Linked DNA regions of Mus musculus: all the other regions are linked to region 3. The links are chromatin contacts, called in public HiChIP or PLAC-seq and promoter capture Hi-C maps. All regions are on one chromosome and are shown on one strand. Each heading gives the region's core, a stretch centred on a gene start, on an enhancer-like site or on the middle of the called end of the contact. The rest is flanking DNA. Distances are from core to core; before and after follow the strand shown. Region 1 overlaps Pcca (propionyl-Coenzyme A carboxylase, alpha polypeptide). Region 2 overlaps Pcca (propionyl-Coenzyme A carboxylase, alpha polypeptide). Region 3 overlaps Pcca (propionyl-Coenzyme A carboxylase, alpha polypeptide).

The links. HiChIP or PLAC-seq counts read pairs in DNA pulled down with a chosen protein or histone mark. Capture Hi-C pulls out chosen DNA fragments and counts their contacts.
Region 1: a promoter capture Hi-C map of liver shows a contact between it and region 3, with 4 times the contacts expected there. The contact joins two enhancer-like sites. A contact is called at or near these places in 1 of 15 datasets of contacts at CTCF or cohesin (pro-B cells), 16 of 484 Hi-C or Micro-C datasets (CD8 central memory T cells, the G1E-ER4 cell line, the HL-1 cell line and 6 more), 3 of 115 datasets of contacts at active chromatin or transcription factors (embryonic basal ganglia, embryonic stem cells and large pre-B cells) and 2 of 9 other capture datasets (embryonic stem cells and liver).
Region 2: an H3K27ac HiChIP or PLAC-seq map of large pre-B cells shows a contact between it and region 3, with 3 times the contacts expected there. The contact joins two enhancer-like sites. A contact is called at or near these places in 1 of 484 Hi-C or Micro-C datasets (the G1E-ER4 cell line) and 4 of 115 datasets of contacts at active chromatin or transcription factors (the 230-238 cell line, CD8 T cells, T-cell acute lymphoblastic leukemia and 1 more).

What each region holds. Positions count from the first base shown.
Region 1 is chr14:122,874,769-122,879,031 of GRCm38.p6, forward strand. It overlaps Pcca (propionyl-Coenzyme A carboxylase, alpha polypeptide), which reads left to right. Exons shown (of 24, transcript NM_144844.2): 22 at 1,996-2,136. Among named protein-coding and RNA genes, the nearest start is that of Gm46488, 34 kb to the right of the region's middle. Within about 2 kb of position 2,088, at least 23 of the 459 cell types and tissues checked have an H3K27ac peak or open chromatin away from gene starts, as enhancers often do. A contact at or near this core is called in liver, where this site is marked.
Region 2 is chr14:122,851,402-122,855,573 of GRCm38.p6, forward strand. The region is part of intron 21 of Pcca (propionyl-Coenzyme A carboxylase, alpha polypeptide); the gene reads left to right. Among named protein-coding and RNA genes, the nearest start is that of Gm46488, 57 kb to the right of the region's middle. Within about 2 kb of position 1,285, at least 45 of the 459 cell types and tissues checked have an H3K27ac peak or open chromatin away from gene starts, as enhancers often do. A contact at or near this core is called in the 230-238 cell line, where this site is marked.
Region 3 is chr14:122,571,826-122,576,371 of GRCm38.p6, forward strand. The region is part of intron 4 of Pcca (propionyl-Coenzyme A carboxylase, alpha polypeptide); the gene reads left to right. Among named protein-coding and RNA genes, the nearest start is that of Pcca, 40 kb to the left of the region's middle. Within about 2 kb of position 2,781, at least 19 of the 459 cell types and tissues checked have an H3K27ac peak or open chromatin away from gene starts, as enhancers often do. A contact at or near this core is called in the 230-238 cell line and liver, where this site is marked.

The DNA.
Region 1 (4,263 bases), core at 838-3,337, 300 kb after region 3:
AAAGGGAAAGGAACATCTCATCAATAACAAAGGCTGTGTCTGAAGCACTGAGTTTTGGACTCTTTTACATCTCTTTCCAAGCAAAGCAGGGGCCCTACAGAGAAAGGAATTTAGAAGATATGAAAGTTATAAAAATAGTAAGGGACCCAGTTTTTTGTCAGGATCTGGGCCTCTCAGGAGAAATGGTCTGAAGACAGCCTTAGCTTTGTTCACATTGAGGCTTAGTTGTGAGATAGCTGAAGTATTGGTTCTTAAGCCTATTTGCTGTGGTGAAAAGCTGTTAAATTGTATTCTCAGTATATACTTTTCCTAAATTCATATTTTGAAGTTAAAGAAAACCAGGGGGAAAATAGATCTGAATGCTACAGTGAAAACTAATCCCTGGGGCAGAATGCCAGCTGGTCACGTAGTAGTGACACCCTAGTGATGCTGCTAGAAATGAAACCCGCCTGATGCACACGTACCTCTAGTGCTGCTGGACTTACTGCCCGGTACACACGAGCCTCTAGTGCTGCCGGACTTTCTGTTCCAAGGGAGATAGAGCACAGATACTAAAACTGTGCAATTTGGCCCAATTATGTCCCCCCTTGGTTCCCAAGGATTTAATGAGGGCCTTGGAAGTACAATTCATGGGTGATGCGTAGTCCCTCTGCCCAGGGTGTCGTCAGACTGACAGCAGCCTGCTTTTCCCTTGTCATTTATGACTCAGATGAATTTTAATAGGAGCAAAAAGCTTTTATTTGTGCTGTAATTTCACTTAAGGATCATATCCTTCAGGAACTGGCAGACATTTCTATGTCTTGATTGCAAAACACACACTCAGGAGTAAAGAAACACCCAGAAGATGTTATTATTCAACCTGTCACAGTGTCGAAAATCTGCTTGGAACCTAGGCTATCAAAGCTCTTCTGTGGGGCCTCCCCCACCTGCTTTAAATAGGCCCTGTAAAGAGCCACTTGGAGAGTGCCACTGTCCCCAGGCAGAATCAAAGTGGGAATCAGATTCTGCCTCGGCCTCCCTGCCAGCATGATGCCCACAGGAGGCTTTGAGTTACAGCAGCTTTCCTCCAACAAAATGGAGCTGCCCAGTGGGTGCTGCTTCTGTCCTCCCCAGAGAGACCGGATCTGGTGGGAACCAGAAACCAATTCCCTACCTCAAAGCGTTTTATTTTCTGTTTGGGTAGAGCGAATCGTGGTTCATATATTTATCTGGGATGTTTCCTGTCCAGTAGGTATTGTCTGTATTAGAAATGTTAAGATTGACTTGTTGGCCATCCACCTTTGCTATGCCATGAAAACTGATGTGCCTGGCATTTTCCGTGTTTTACAAATCTTGGTGCTATCATATCTCGGCCCAAAAGATATTCTCATTACATCTTGTCTTTCTACTAGCTGGCTTGTCATATGAGAAAAGGCTACATGGTAATGTGCCTAAAAGGAAAAACATTTTGATGTGAATATAACATTTTATGTCACTGAGAAATATTTGAACGTTAAGGACTTTTCTCTTCTTTTCTCAAAATGAACACTGAAGCCTTTGTCTCTATTTAATAATCTACATGGTGTAGCTGCTTCAGAGGTGTGGGAGGCGTGCGACAGCAATCTGCTGCCATCTACTGGTATGCACTCGGTGTCACTGCCTTTTCCCTGAGGCTGAGGGACTCAAAGGATCTGGTTCCTCTGCTTTGCACTGCTCGATCTCTCACTCACTCGGCAGTGTTCCTCAAGCAAAATCCTTACTGTTTTCCTTTACAAAGTTCTGAGATGGTTTTCTTAAAGATCTGTGATACTTTTTTATATATCACTAATTAATCATGAGTAATTCCTTTAAAAAACCTGTCTCCGTTATGAATAATGTTATGTGGAGGGTTTTAGAATGTTTGACTTTAAAGGATATTATTGTAATTTTAGTTTAAAGCTAAAAGCAGATTTTGAATAAGTGCTGTTTTAGATGATATTCGTCATTTGACCTCTGTTGTGCTTTTTCTCTTTCAAGTACAAAGTGCACATTTTAACCAAGCTTGCTGCAGAGCTGAACAAATTCATGCTTGAAAAAGTGCCCAAGGACACCAGCAGCACTCTGTGCTCCCCGATGCCTGGAGTGGTGGTGGCCGTTTCTGTCAAGCCTGGAGACATGGTAAGAGTACTTCTGTGTGAGGGATATGCTGGGCTCAGACTTCCCCTACAGAACAATGGCACCGACAGGAGCACGCTCCCAGTGGCCTCTTCTAACCCACAGGACGCTCATGGTACAGGTGTGCATTCACTCTGTATACCTACTTCACATCTGAGTTGTGTGGGTGACAGTGCCTCCTCCCAACTTGTGTGTGTGTAGGGGTGGGGGTGTAGGGGCGTGGAATAGAAATGAGGACAGACATTCTCTTCTTTCTCAAATTTGTAAAATTTACATTTACTTTGCATTGTTCCTTATTCCCTGGCCCTCTAGATATGAAGCATGCTTGAGGAATTCATGCCAGAACATATTAACCCTGACAGGGGTTTCTAGTTGCAGGATTTCTGAACTAAATGTCTAACTGGGGAGGAAAATTAAGGAAGCCTTAATCCTATAATCTGTTCAAAATCAGCCCACTGTTGTAAGGTGGAAAGTGAAATTCATAACTGGAAGCTTTATTCTTGACTTTTTAATAGCAGAGCTATATTATATCCCTTATCTGCTCAGTCCCATAACTTGCTGTGGACAAATGTGTAGGATACATACATCTTTCTTTTTCTTTTTCTCTTTCTCTTTCTTTTTCTTCAATCAGCTGCTTAGAAGCAAAAGTAAAAAATGGTTGAAAATGCAACTGGGAGATTCCCAGAGGCCCTTAAGTACTTGTGGAACCACTTTCATGGGCTATGTGCTAATTCTACTGTGAATCTGACTGAAGCCACTGGACTTTGCCTAATTTTCTATAATCATTATGTTGAGATAGCACCTGATTTTTTTTTTTATTAATACAGATAGAGCATCATGTTAACACTTAGAAAAATCCATGGAGGGGACATTGGCTTCTAGAAAAATACAGAATAAGAATGATCAAGTTGGATTGTTCATTAGTTCCCAATTAACATTCAACTGGGAAACTGACTTAAAAATATCTTCCCCTGGTGATACAGGAGAGCTATCTACTTTTGTAGAAAACACAAAGGGCCAGGTAGTTCTGCCTAGCTGCTTTCACGGATGTTCCTGCAGACAGCAGTACCTGAGGTCAGCGGTAGGCGATGGTGGGAGAGGTGAGGTGTGAAAGTTAGAGGCTGACTTGTGCAGTGCTGCAGAGCTCCCAGGGTTTTCATACAGGATTGGGGGGTGGAAATGGGCTCTTCACTGGTTTTGGCATTAACAGGCACAAATGCACATTGTATTATCAGATATTATCAGAGCAGTCAGTGAAATCTTGTATCTAAATGTGCAGGCTAGTGAGCAGTGAAGTTTTTTTTTTTTTTCTTTTTCTTTTTCCTTTTTCGCTTTTTGTTGTTGTGGTTGTGGTTACCTCTACCCTCTGGGGTTTTCTTTCTTTCTTCTTGTTTGTTTGTTTTGTTTTTCTGGAAGCCACCCAGTCTATATACTGCCAGCCCCAGCTTGCCAGTTCTAATTGTGGCTATAATTAGAGCATCACATTTGTGCTTTTTTGTCCTCATAAGAGGGTATTTACCTTCAATCCTAGTTTTCTGACATCTAAGACCAAGATGGGCAGAAGGTGTGGGTCAGCTCTTGCCTGGGAGGCTGCCCCCATTTGCTCCATCCTAGCTCTATTTACCCACTTATGATTGCTTAACTGGTAAGCAAGGCAGTGCAAGTGCAGCCTTCTTACCTCTTAATAAATACAGTCTTCTGGCATTATTGTTGCCCTTCCTACTTTTCATTATGTGGTCAGCAAGTTTGCTTGGGAAAAGCCAGTGATCAACAAGAGCCTAAACCCAGTCTTGCTTGGCAGGGAGCTCTCAGATTAAAAGCACCCATTATCAATTCAGTGTGGGTATTGGAGAATGGCTGCAGAATGTGTACAGAGAACAGGGCCTGCTGTAAGTACTCCTGAAGCCAGAGTTCCTGGCTTCACACTCACCTTCTTTATGAACGCTGTGTGTCTGTGCATGTGGCTGGCTGGTCAGGTGCAACACACATCTTTTTATTCCTGGAAGAACTTCCTTTCATATTCTATGCTGCTGTACTGTGGGAAAACTGTTTTCTCTTGAATTACTAATATTTGTGAAGAGTGTCCTGAACCACAAATACTGAAGCTGGACACAGGGTGAGGGGTGTGCC
Region 2 (4,172 bases), core at 35-2,534, 280 kb after region 3:
ACAGAAGCCAGAGGTCAAAATCAGTGTGTTCCTCCATCATTCTTCTGTTTATTCATTTATTTTTTGAGACAGGATCTCTCTCACTGAACCTGGTAGTATTGATTGGCTAGACTAGTGAACCAGCAAGTCCCATGGGTTCTCCTGCCTCTACCTCCCTGACCCTGGAATTATAGGCATTACAACACCAACTTTTTGGTGGATGTCCCAGGGAATTCATACTCAAGTCACCATGCTTGACAGCAGGATTCTATTCCCTGAGCATCTCCACGGCCCTTATTTCATTTCTTTTTCCATAGCTCTGTGATGTGAAGGTGTGCCAAACTGTGACAGAACAGCAGGGGATATGCACATCTCCTGTACTGTAGGGAATCTCTGAGCTAGGTCTTGCTGCTTTTTCCATCTTGGGACATGAGTCCAAGAATGCTGTAGCACTTTGTGTCAGTGGGTTTCCTAGATAAAGAACAACAATATGGGTCTCAGTTTCACAAATAAAATCCAAGAGGAAAAGGAAGTAATTGATTAGCAGTGGTCACTGTGCTGAGGAGGATAACCTGCCTTCAAAGACTTATGTTTTGAACTTCATAGTATGTTTAAGAAATAGTTTACTTCAAAGGCCCTCACCACAAGAAAATGGGCTGTTTTCCTGCTATTCTTGTTCCCTGGCTCAGTATTACTATAAGTAGCTCATATCCGGCTCTGTGGTCTCAGGTGGCCATTGTGTTTATGATCCTCAGGCTGAAATGGCAAGAACTCTGGCCCTATTTTAAGTCAGTAGCAAATTCACACTGTTTGACATGAGTCGACTGAGGTTCTCACGAAACACTTGACTCTCTGACCCATGTTAAGGAAAATGCTTAGATACATAGGGATTATGGCCTCCCAAAATAAAAAACTAAATTTACCAAGCCAGGCTTAGACAGACTCACCTAGTGTACCTGCCGTCTTGATGCATTGTGATAACTTCTGCACTGCCACTCTAAATTTCCAAACAATGTGCTCAGAGATTAAAAACCTGACTGGGTTACCAAGACCTCATTGGAAGTGTTTGAACTTGCCCTTTCTTGTATGTGGGTGTATCTGCATATGTAGAGTTTTCTAAGATGCCACTCTTACTATTGGTGACCTCTACATAGTTCCAAATTTACAGACAGGAGTGGGAAATGACTTCCACTGAAATTGTTCACACATGGGCTGTTTCCATCTGAGGCAGCTCCCAAGTGATTCTGTGGGGAGCCCTTCAGAGAGGCCCAGTGTTCAGCGCTCTGCCTACTTAGGCTTGGTGGCACTGCGTTTCCTTCCTGCCTATCTGATGCATTCTTTGATTAGATCTAGGTTTGTTCTGAGAAATGCAGGCCTGTGGTGATTTCAGTTTCACACTGAATTCTCCCCTCATTCTTCCCCTCCTGTCCTCCCTTTCTCTTTCCTGTCTCACAGTGGAAGCAGAGGGAGTGAGGACTGAAAGACAGTGAGTGGTGTGGTGTGTTCAGAAGGGAAACACCAGCCACTCATGGCTTTCTCGACAGCAGTAAGGTCATGGGGCCTGGTGCCGTGTGTCTGTCTGTCCGTCCACATCAGACACTTTACTTCAAGCACTGGCCACACAGCAATCTTTTACTCTTGCACTCCTTGCCATCTCTTGTATTTACTGTACTAACTTGCTTTGGCAGCACTCGTGACAAGACAGGGCACTTCCTAAATTTCTAGTTAGGTCTTCTGAGATCTATCCCGTATTTGAACCGAGCTGACAGCCACATGCAGACTGGCTGCCTGAGTAAAGTTCAAATACTTCATAGGTCAGGGCCTTCGGGGGAGCCAATCCATAGAGATGACCCATGGTAGGAGTTACAAGAGTTAGCACTCCTCTTCCATCTATGCTTACAATGCTAAGGATTCTTAAGGAATTGTTTTGTTTATATCATTTGCAAGAAATTCATTCACATTTTCTAAACATACTGTCAGGATATACCTTTAGGAAAGACTGGTCACCCAAGCCCTTAGGAAGGCATTACAGATGGATACATGTTGTTGTGTCCATGGCCACTGTTTAGATCATGCTCTCCCTGCAACCATTCCTTCTGTCATTCCCAAGAGGGGAGTCTGATTGTCCCTCTCCGTTTTTTCTCACCTAGATGTTGAGGGATCACTGGAAAGTCTAGGGTTTGCTGTCCTCAAGTTCAGTTAGCTAATAGCAGAGGTAGGAAGCAAAGCTCGTATACATATGCATACTGCCTTCTCAGAGGGCTCCACGTGGAAAATACTGGGACCAAAGCCTATTGTGGCAAAAGACTGTATACTCCTCACAGTGTTTCCATTCAGTCCATAGACAGCAGGGTTTTCATAAAGAACCGGGGGAGTTCCATGTAACAGAACAACATCTGCAAGCCATTGAGATTGTGATCAGTAAATTACCATGGAAGGATGCAATATGGACCTGAATTGTGACATGAAATTAAGGCTGGGGTGACATATATAGGATACTGCACATGCAGGCACACACACACAGAATGCTGAACCTAGGATACTAAACTTAGAGTGAAAATCCTTCATGCTCCTGTGTTGATCATCTGGTCTTTTTGGAATGGGCAGACATTAGGCATGCATCCTATAACCTGCTAGAAAAATATATAAACATATTAAACAAATGAGTTATGTTGCCTAAATTATCTGAAATAGAAAATATTCACAAATGAGAAAAGGAATGAAAGTAAGGTAGAAGCCTCAGCAACGCTGATAACTTATCTGTGCAGTAGAAGCAATTAAGGACCTGAGGATGTAACTTTACAGAGCTAGTAATCATCAGTAAAGTGCCCAAAGAAGTAGCTTCTGTTGCTTTAATTGAGTGGACCTCCAGATTGGAGATATCACACCCCAGAGGTTTGATTTTTGGGGATGGGGAGTTATCTGTATCAAATCCTGTTATAACAGGGAAAACAGAGTCACTAAATGGGACACCCTAGGTTTACAACTTTAACTCTATTGGCTATAAATTTGCACACAATTCTAAGAATTGCTGTTAGTGCAATTAATGTAGCAGCTTCCCCCTAAGAGGAACTCACTTAAAAAGAAACACTGTATCTTACATAAATTTATATAAGTAGTAGGTTAAATGAAGTCATAATTTTTCTTTTTCCACTTCCCAGTCTTTACTAAGTCAGTGTCTAATTTGAATTTCTGAGAGAGAATGTAGAAAGCTCTTCTCTAAGTTGTTTTGGCCACATAATCCTTTCACCTTCTTTTTATTTATTTTTTTAAACAGTTAATTATTATTTTTATGAGACTGGGTTTTGCTTAATGGTCCTGGTTAGCCTGGAACTCACTAGGAGCTGGCCTCAAGCTCCTAGAGATCTGCTTGCTTCTGCCTGCTGAGGTCTGGGAATAAAGGCTGGTGCTGCCATGCCCAGCTACCAAATCCTTTCCATTTAGTGGACAATATTATACTCAAAATTCTGTAGAGAAAAAGCTGCTGTGGGAGTGTGAGTACAGGCACATGTGTGCCTTGGGGACAGTGTGAAGGTCAAAATATAGGTCAGAGGACAGCTCGACAGTCAGTTCTCTGGTGCATTTTGTGGGATCTGACTCTGAATCTTGTCCTCAAACTGAGGACCAGGGACTCTACCAGCTCAGTTACCTCCAGGGCCCTGTGGGTCTTTTTTACCAGAAGGACTGGAAGGAAGCTGACTGGAAGGAGGACTTCAAAACTGAAATGACAGCCAAAAATCTGGTGACTTGGAAAAGGACTCCCACTCCTACCTAAAACAGGCCCAAAGTGTTGTAGAAAACACAATAGTCGAGGACCAATAGTGACCTTTCACGATCAGAACAGACTAGACTGTGCTTTTGGAATTATATAATGTGTTTTAAAAGCCATCCCACCCCAGACAAAATTTTTCAAATAATATAGGTACCAAAATTATAGTTAGCATTATATGTGTATGTATACATACATGTGCATATATAGATGTATATATACTCATACACACATTCATATATATATATGTGTGTATGGTTTCTTTGTGTATCCCTGGCTATCCTGGAACTTGCTTTGTAGACCAGGCTAGCCTTGAACTTAAGAGATATGCTGCCTCTGCCTCCCAAGTGCTGGCACTAAAGGCATGTGCCACCACTGCCCAGCTTAGTTTCAATGTTTTTAAAAGGCTGGGCACTTCTAATCC
Region 3 (4,546 bases), core at 1,531-4,030:
GGCACTGTACAGATGAACACACGGTTTTTTAAAAATTGTAAACACTGTCAAATTTAATAAAACTTTGTATAGAACTGTGACCTTTATTTATTAACTTAATTAAAGCAGCATTATGGCTAATGCTGGAAGTGTTAACCTGCGGGTGGTGGTTAGTGAAGTCCATTATCTATGCACTTTGTGATAGTGGTCAGCAGCAACAGAAGTCAAACTTACAACCAACACCCTGCCTTGGGAGCTGTGAGCTCAGCAGGCTAAATTGTCAAAACCCAGCAAAGCTGCTTAAATGACTGATGGTTTAAACCCCCTGGTGTTAAGGGTAAGCCAGTCATTCCAGTGAAGAGGGACTGTGACTTTATCCAGGAATTGGGCAGAAATTGCATCCAGACAGGAGAAAAGCCTTGGCATTAATATCTTCATGTATGAATTATTAGATTAATTTATATGTTCATGTAACTGGCCATTTAACAGGATGTTCCAACTTCTTTTCTTCTTCTTTTGCAATGGAAATTGAGCCCAGGGTTTCCTAAATGCCTGCCAAATGCTCTCTCTAAGCTACATGTCCTGAACTCGCCAGAACTTAAAAAAAAAAAAAAAAAAAGCCCAAAGAGAGACTTAGAACATTTTACTCTTTTGGTCTTAAATTTTTAGTATAAAAAAGGACATTGTTATTTTTCCTGTTGTTATTCTCTCACCTGGATAGCAAAGCCTACCTAACAGCCCCAGCCAAGTACAGGTCTTGGTCTTCTGTTTACTATATCAACATCTAACAACTTGGCTTTTGCAGCAAAAATTCTTTTTTTTTTTTTTTTTAAGATTTATTTATTATTATAAATAAGTACACTGTAGCTGTGTTTAGACTCACCAGAAGAGGGCATCAGATCTCATTACGGGTGGTTGTGAGCCAACATGTGGTTGCTGGGAATTGAACTCAGGATCTTTGGAAGAGCTCTTACCTGCTGAGCCATTAGCAAAAAATTAAGGTCTTGGGACATACTCTCCCATTATTGTAAAGGGCAGATTTCTAAAATCACTTTTTACAGATCAGAAGTTGGGGCTGGGGGTGCAGCTCAGTGGTCAAGTGTTCGCCTGTTGTGAATAACCCACCTGGAGTTTGATCTCTAGCAATATATACACATAGTGATTTTTGAATGACACTTTCAAAGAAATGAGTGTACTCTAATGTTATCATACCTTGTGATGTGAAATAAGAACTAATTGTGGCCTTATTTTTCTCTAAGCATGTATTTAAGGAGGACTGGAAATCCTACCTATTGGTAAAAGTAATCAAATATTAGAAAACACAGCTTAGCTTGATTCTGATTTTCTAGTGTTTACAAGGCACTGTGTATGTAGCAGTGACCTGTGCCAGCATTGTTGGTTATATGTCGTATTGGTTTCCTTTCTCATTCCTATGACCAAATTCCTGCCCCAAAGTATTCCACACAGGGGGCCAGCATGGCAATGGGAGTGACTTGTTTTGTGGCATCAACTAGGAAGCTGAGAAAGGAACATCAGTTCTCAGATGGCTTCTTCTCTTTTTATTCAGTCCATGGTGTGGTGTCACTCACATCTGGCTCACAGCTGCACCCAAAGGTATGCTTCACTAGGGCCTTCGGTATTTATTAATGTGATCGGGGTGGCCATTGAAATTCAAGACCCTGTTTATTACTTGTTATCTGTAGTGTACTAGAAATGCACAGAATGGGGAATGGATGTTTAGATGTCAGGAATCTAGCAATGTCTCAATCTTGTTAACATACCAAAGGAAAAGTTTACATGGTGATTCATAGATGTATATATAGAAGTATAGAAATTATGAAATGTTTCTAGTTTAATTTGTGAAAAATTAAAGCATTTGAAAGATTTTGCCAGACTGGTAAAATTAATTTCTTCTGAACTATTTTATTTGCTGCTGTGTTGTGGATGCTTGCTTTGTTTGTCATGTGATCTGGAGTTTTGGACTGTGAGTTCTGTTTGTGATGAAGGTTTAAAAGGCCTGTTCCTTTCATCCCCTTCCCTCCTGCTTCCTCTTCTTTGCTTTCCTCTTTTCTGGGTTTTCTCTCATTCTCCCTCTGTCCCCTGCCTCTTCCCATAAGCCCCCAAGACAGTCAACAAGACAATACTCAGTTCTCCTCACTAGCAATTTCCTAGTGGCTCCCAGTTGGCATTGTGCATTCTGGATCCGTGTCTGGATCTTATGATCATGGTGTAGACATGTACAGCAGGCCAATCATCGACTCTGCTTCTGATTTTGACTCCAAAAGCTATAGTAGCTGAAGCAAAGAACAGGCAACTCCACCCTAGCCTGTTGTTAACCAGTGGGCGTCTCGTCCCAGACTCCTGGGTGACCTGGCCCTTGCATTTGGTGTTTCTCATTTACCAAGAAGCTGCTCATAGTTGGTCAGCAGTGCATGTCCTTGTGTGGTTTTCCACTGTGTGGCATCGTGTGGTTTTCTCGTTGTGACTTCATGAGGTGATTGCTGTTCATGTTTTCTCAGCTGTCGTCCTGTTCTCTGTGGATAGTCTTCACTGCTGTGCACTTGAAACAGGAGCTTTGGGGTGTGGGCTCCTGTGCAGTCCTCTTTCCTGCTGCATTGCCATGTCTGTGAAGACCAGAGAAGAATATCAATCACACCATTGAGTTCTTGCTTAATTTCAAAGGTCAATTTGTACAGCTATGAACTTGGAAATAAACTTGTAATGTGATCACTTATGAGCTTGTGGAGGGCTAATCAGTGTGCCAGTGGCACTGAGCCTGTCTAGGTATTGCTTTGCTCCATTGGACTTCAGACTCCTCGATCTCCAGTCTCGATCTCAGCTGCCTTTCTCTGTCTGTGCTGCTTCTGTGTGGCCATCATGGTGGCTGCCTGGTTGGAGCAGCAAAGGGAGAAGTGTACTTCTTACCTGAACATAGTCATCTTGGAGTTGCGTCTGATGCTTTCTCTTGAGTTGGAGCCCATGTTAAAGCCTTCTGGAGGACATGGGGGCTGGCGTGCATGTCTGCCAGAGAGCATATGGGCATTCTAAAAGCAAGAGCCTCATGTTTCTAGAAGGAAAGTGTAAAGTTTGGGTAAAGTTGCATATAAACAGTATCGTGAAGTGGCTTATTCTGTTGACAACTGTGCATTGAGTTGATTCTGTGAGTCAATCATAGAATAATTCTCAGTCTATGCTGTATTCCCCAAATGGATATTAGATATTGAGTAAAGGAGCCTTTATAATTAAATCTAGGCAAGTATCTTTCATGAGCTATTCTAATTAAGTGTTATAGATCCCGAGGCTGTACTGATGTGGCTCAGCTGGAACGTTTTCTGAGTGGTGAGGAGATTTGGTTTCAAAACGGCACAAAACACTTTGTAAGGCTCCTGACATCTCATAGCTGTATTAAAACATTTTGATTTTACAGTTCTGCAAAAGTGTTATATCTTTGTAGAGACCCTCATTCAAGTTTGGAATGTGGATATTTTCCCAGACTAGCTGTGTATAGTACAGTTTTTTTTGTTTGTTTGTTTTTGTTTTGATGCTGGATAGTAGCAGAAGCTGAAGCTCTGATCAGCCCTGAAATCAGGAGGGAAACAACCATAGTTTACAGAGAATTTAAAGTAGGATGTTCTGTAGGTTAGGTTGCTAGGGTTTGGCTTGGAAATGTTCCTCAGGTGACATGCTGAGAAGGGCTTAGTCCCTGGCCTGCAACTGTTCTAAGGCAGTAGAGGCTTCAGGAGGTGGACCTGTCCTTAAGGGATCATGGCCTTCTTTTCTTTGCTCCTTTCTTTTCTTTTCTTTTCTTTTCTTTTTTTTTAAATTATATATATATTTTTATTACGTATTTTCCTCAATTACATTTCCAATGCTATCCCAAAAGTCCCCCATACCCTCCCCCCCTCCCCCGCTCCCCTACCCACCCATTCCCACGTTTTGGCCCTAGCGTTCCCCTGTACTGGGGCATATAAAGTTTGCGTGTCCAATGGGCCTCTCTTTCCAGTGATGGCTGAGTAGGCCATCTTTTGATACATATGCAGCTAGAGTCAAGAGCTCCGGGGTACTGGTTAGTTCATAATGTTGTTGTACCTACAGGGTTGCAGATCTCTTTAGCTCCTTGGTTACTTTCTCTAGCTCCTCCATTGGGGGCCCTGTGATCCATCCAATAGCTGACTGTGCCTTTGCTCCTTTCTGAACTGGCCAGGAGGAAACAGTAACTCTCACTTATACTCACTGCTATGTACCCAACACAGGCCTGTTGATCGTAGTCTGTGCCTCCCAAACGGTGAGCCTCAGTCAACCTTTCCTCTTAGAAGTGGGTTCATCTCAGGTATCATTTACAGTAACGGAAAGCTGACAGGTGGAGTTAGGATATTTTCTTTTCTGTTTCTGTTTTTGAGACATGGTTGCATTTATCTCAGATTGGCCTTTAAATCACTATGTGGCACTATGTGGACCTTAAACTTCTGCCTGCCTCTACCTTTCAAGTGAGATTAAAGGCATATACCACTATGCCCAGGTATGCCGTGCTGGGGATCTAACACGTTTTGTGCGGGTACTCTATAAA